Linked DNA regions of Mus musculus: region 1 is linked to region 2. Evidence: chromatin contacts called from public HiChIP or PLAC-seq data. All regions are on one chromosome and are shown on one strand. The core of a region is the stretch at or near the end of the contact, and the rest is flanking DNA. Distances in the headings are between cores, read along the strand shown. Region 1 holds the start of Dcdc5 (doublecortin domain containing 5). Region 2 holds the start of Qser1 (glutamine and serine rich 1).

Region 1 (2,700 bases), core at 180-2,679, 1.3 Mb after region 2:
AAATATATAAATATGTAAATATAAAAATATAAATATCTATTATACATATGAAAGTGTAAGACACCTATTTACTTAAAACATATAGAGAAAAGTAGTTTCTCTGTGTGTATAAAAGTGGGCTTGTTAGAATTTCAGGCGTTAGTTTCTCCAACTGGATGACAGAATTCTGCACAGATGTCGTCACATCACGCTTATGTTTTTGATTTTACTCATAGCAGTAGGAAATCTTAACCTCTTAATCTCCAACGTTTTTCTAAGCAGCGAACACACCAGACTTTAAGTTTGGCTTTGGTAGGGAGCTGGAGAACCAGGTGTCCTAAACTGCAAGTTTTCTTAGCTGAAAGTAAGATTTAGGAGAACACAGGTAGCAAAGGCCATTTGCATAGCTCAACCTCTCAGTAGCTCAGCTGTGCTTGATTGCAATTCCATTTCAGTGCTGGGCTTCTTTGCATAAAATATGCAACATATAACATAACCAAGGGCACAGACCTACGCCCTTAGCTTGTGATCTGCTTAATTCATTTTCCTTGCAGAAATATGTGTAAGAATAATATTGCTAGGATCTCTATCTATCTTGCATGTTTATCTTTGGGATCTACATACATTTAAGAAAAGACCATGTTAAATAAAAGTGATATGTATTCATTTTTTTTTCTGGGCCCCAAGATTTTGTTATTTATTTCTGGCTTTTCAGGGGAAAACTAAATTTCAGAAAACATTACCTAGCTGCCATGTCATTTGAGTATTTTACACTAGAAAGACTGTATCAGCTAAGCATGTGCAAAGTGTATAAACATATCTGTCAAGTCCACATGGATGTTACATGACAGGCCCACAAGTAAATATCCTTCCACAGCCCCTGCTGGGATAGCATTCCTGAATCCACCACTAGCTTAAATATTCTGGGGACTTGGGAACACAAAGGCATGAGAAAATCCTTGCTTAACATTCTCCTCTTTTCTATTTAAACAATCTTGTCACCCTGTGTCGTGGGTTGCTTTAACGAATACCAATGATGGGCCTGGGGTAGGAAGGCTTATTATAAAGGTGTGGATCATACTTTATAAATAATTTCCAGATGTGATATTTTGGGTACACGGACTCCTCTACAGGACGCAGGACACTGAAACATCATGGATCGTACAGTTTTTATCAGGACAATGCAAGTAGGTTTTCGGCAAGGCTGGTTCCAACTCATCTGTGATAAATGAGAAGATAAGGCAATCAGTGCACACCATGACACTCCATGCAGCTAGTTAGGCACACTTCAGAACTATTCAGGTGTGCTCACACAGCTTATGAGACTTGCATGGGGGGGGATGTCGCAATATAAATACATCCTTCCTGGTGGCCACTGGTAACGCAGGAATTGCCTCGCTAAGACTTAACCCAGGTCAGACATAAATAATAGATGTTAAGAGTTAGCTCTAGTCTCGAGGCTGCATTCCAGACAGCGTATCTCAGTTGGGTCAAAGGAATCCTTCCCCCTTTTCTCTCCAGTAGTTTCTCTGCTTGAAAAATGCCTGCAAAATTCCATCAGTCCTTTGAGGGGACCACTTTGGGTCTCTAAGGGAGAAGGTTTCAGACCCTTGGGGGCTAAGATGCACGGGCAAGGAGTTCTTGGGGCCTTGTATCAACGGTTAAAGTCTGCAAAAATATTATTACAAGCAGGTAAGCCATCCCTTTTTAAAAAGTACTGTATTATATATATTTTTTCAGATGTATTTGGTTCTATAGACGCAATGATTGGCATTGTGTCATAAAAGAACCGTGACATGTTTTGTGAGCTCAGCGCCTCTAAGGGAGCCAAAAATGCTCTGGAATCTCAAAGGCAGCAAGAAAGGGGCTGATTGTGTCTGTCTTTTGGTATGGAGTGTCATCTGCCTCATCTTTCCTCACTGCTCACTCTGCAGAGGAAAAGCAGATCCTTACATGGTTATTCCAGAGTCAGTAACACCAACGAAGGAAATGAATTCATCTGCACTCCTCTGAAGGCTGAGACTCCTCATTTTTCCTCTGGTGTAAACTCACCTCACTATTGTAGAAATGGGTCTAAAAGCAAATCAGATTCTACAGAAATGAATCGTGAACTAACTTCTCCTCAAGAGAACTTAATTCCATTATACTTATTTAACTTGTGTATTTCAGGATCCAGAGTATAGTTGAATTAATGTATTTGACTAAATTAAATTAGATTTTACCTTTTAATCTCTGTGCATTTATTCTATAGTTGTATGTTTATTTATACACACACACATGTATGTGTGAAGGTAAAGACATATGGTTTTGTAATTAGTTTTGGGACATTTGATTGACTTAAAAAAGGATTTATATTGTAACCAGAATGTTGCAGTTTGGATAATTACAAAAAAAAAAGGTTGTACCATTAAAAAAAAAATCTTCCAACATAACACTTAAGAGAAGCCAACCTTTGTGTTAAATAAGGGTGGGGTTTACATTGTAAACTTGGAGGTTCCATTTTAGAATTTGGCTCATTATCTCAGGCCACCGGCCGCTGATAAATGAATATTTTGAAAGCGTCTCACTATTCACTGCACACAGAAAACTGGAGGGAGCTGGGCTCCAGATGACAGGCTCGGTGTTCACACAGCACCTCCTGCTGTCCACTCGGAGAACTGCAACACACGATGGGCAGAAGAAAGTTCATCAAAGCTCTTGGAACTTCCAGGGACGTCTCAG
Region 2 (2,700 bases), core at 128-2,627:
AAAGATTTTTCTGAGGTTTATAATTACTCTTTTATTGAAGCATTATTATTTTTCTTTCTTTCATAATAACTCCGAGACTATCTAAGACAAAGACTAGTTAATTCTTTACACATCTATTCTAAATCATGAATGCGGCACTTTCATAAAAACAAAGGTAATTAGAATGTGTAAAGTGAAATAAAAAGTTCACTCGTGTCGTTTAAATCGTTTAGAAACCTGGTGAGATCACATAGGTACAAGGCTTCCTGTTGGTAGCTGAGGATGAAGTCATTACCAGCCAGGATTTCCCTGTTCTTGGGTCAGAAGCTATACCTACTAGATCGAGTATTGTTTAGGGGAGGCGGTTTTTAAAAAGTACCCCGCTCCCAAAGCCAGACCACGCCTTCCAGTTATCATTCGAATGTGACCATTTCAAAGTGTAGTACTGCTACACATTTCTCGCGAGCTTAAATAGCAAACAGGAGTCCCCATTTTGGGGTCTACTGCCCATGCTGGAGAGCCGCACTATACAATGAAGTGGAGACGGAGAAGCATGCTTTGGGTCTTCGACCTCTAGAGCCTTCTTTGACCACCAGCCCTCAACGCTTCCCAAAACTCAGTCACCCCCAGACACTGAAAGCCAAGAGGGAATCTTGACTTCCTGCCGTTGTTAAAAGCAGAGGAAACCCAAAAGCAACTTTGAACGCGTGGAACACTACATCACTATAAACATATGTCACCCAGCCCCTGCTTTGCATTCGTGTCCCGCCCTGGGGGTTCTCTTGCAGCCCAGTCATCCCAGGACCCCCAGTGTCAGCGACACGGCCCCGCTCCTCGTCATGCCCTGCCACCGCCCTCACCTTCACACTGCCGAAGCCCCCAACACCACATTGTCGGCCACCCAGATTCCAATACAATGGAATGTCACTGCCCAGGACTCCGCGGCGCCCCTTTAGGCCTCCCCGCGGAGTCAGTCCCGGTTCCCCAGATACCGAGGTCAGCCCGGAGCTTAAACTTTACCATGTGGGAGTCCAGCACCGAGAGGTGACTGCGCCCCTCCATCCCACCCAACCTTCCCTTTCTGCCCCACGCCCCGACCCGCCCCAGGAGCGAATCCTGCACCATGCGCCCCCTCCCAGCCGGGACCACCCGCCAGGAGTTGTCCACCGCCTCTCCCGGGAGCAAAGAAGGGCGCCTCGAAGGCTCCCCACCCGGCCTGGGCCCCCGAGAGGGGCGGGCACAGGCCCCGGCGCATCCGCGGCCTTTCCTGGCCCAGTGAGACCCCGCGCCCACCCTCTCTACCTGGCCTTGAGGCTGGGACTGCTGCCGCTGCAGCTGGGGCTGGAGGCGGCGGCCGGGACCCGGGCTTCGTAGGCCCAGGCGGGGGCAGCGGGCTGCGTGGCGGCGCTGGCGGGGGGCGCGGGAGGCTCAGCGAAGCCCGCGGGCGCGTAGTGCGCGTCCATGGCGGGGGCTGAGGCGGCGGGGGCGGGCGGGAGGCGCGGGGAGGAAGAGGCGGTGGCGGGAGCTGCCCCTCACATGGCGCGGCCGGGGGGCGGGGGCGCCTGGGCGGGGGAACCGGGCTGCGGCGGGCGGGCCTCGGCTCGGACGTCAGGAGAGCGGCGGCGCCTGCGGCCGGGACGCGAGGCGGCCACAGCGCCCGCAGCCCGGGCGCCCCATGTTGTTGGATTTCCCAGGATGCACCTCCCGCGCCCTCCGCCCGCTCGTCGCCCCGCCCCCCTCGGCGCCCCGCGCTGCTGGCTGCGGATTCGGGAGCCGGGCCGGACGAGGGCTGCTCCGTGGACGCCCTAGCGGTGAAGAGAAGGCCTACGCGCCGGAGCACCCGCATGGGTGCGGACAGGAGAGGGCTTGCCAGCACTGTGCCTGGAGTTCGTTACTCTGCGCTCCCGGGTTCTTTGAAGGAACTCAAACACTCGATTCCCGCTTGTGATTTCTTTCTCTGCGCCCCAAACCACAGACAAGGGACTGTTGCTTTGCAGTACTCGCTTCCTGCCCAAAGTTTGCTGGGCTTAGAGGATCTGGTTCCTGCTTCCTGGGGGAGATTTCTATTCAAATTGATTCAAATTCAAACGAATTTTGCAGCCCTAGCTGAATGGGCCTTTCCCAGGGGCACTTATTAACTGTCCCCACCCCCCACCTTGGGGATTTTCTTACTCTGGAGTTCAGAATCTTCTATCCCAAGATAAATACCGCCTCATCATTGATTAGTCCAACTACCATCTGGATGACTTTAATTACAATACATTCGAACTCACTATGCACTTTGTTGGGGCTCTCTGCTCAAGATGTTTAATCTCTGCAAGACTCTACCCAAACATTGCCTTATCGGACTTCTAAGCTGTGTGGTGTGAGTAATTTGATGACTTTGAGGTCGTGCCTACCCGAACTGTTTCTCCTTATGAGTAATGAAATTCAGGGATCATATGAATCGTTTGGCTTGTGATCCATAAGTTGAAAGTTAAAACTAACCGTGAAGCTTAGATTTAATGACTATCTCTCCTTTTAAAAAAAATCAATATTGGCTTAACACCTATCACGTGCTTAGCAAAGAGATCTCTCAAGATAAAGACTAGCACAAAGGTTTAAGCCAATCAGACAGGCGTAACGGAAGACCTAATAGAGCTGATACTCTCTATCTCTGGTGACTATCTAAACTTCTGTAATACCTGCCATTAGATCTGCCATCCCCTCCGAGACTGATTT

The links. HiChIP or PLAC-seq counts read pairs in DNA pulled down with a chosen protein or histone mark.
Region 1: an H3K4me3 HiChIP or PLAC-seq map of embryonic forebrain shows a contact between it and region 2, with 2.6 times the contacts expected there. The contact joins the promoter of Dcdc5 here to the promoter of Qser1 in region 2. A contact is called at or near these places in 1 of 39 promoter capture datasets (hippocampal neurons) and 1 of 115 datasets of contacts at active chromatin or transcription factors (embryonic forebrain).

The regions. Positions count from the first base shown.
Region 1 is chr2:106,079,570-106,082,269 of GRCm38.p6, forward strand. Dcdc5 (doublecortin domain containing 5) reads left to right here and starts at 1,430. Exons shown (of 24, transcript NM_177844.2): 1 at 1,430-1,671.
Region 2 is chr2:104,815,319-104,818,018 of GRCm38.p6, forward strand. Qser1 (glutamine and serine rich 1) reads right to left here and starts at 1,378. Exons shown (of 12, transcript NM_001123327.2): 1 at 1,282-1,378. 2310047K21Rik (a long non-coding RNA gene) reads left to right here and starts at 1,604. Exons shown (of 3, transcript XR_003953885.1): 1 at 1,604-2,700.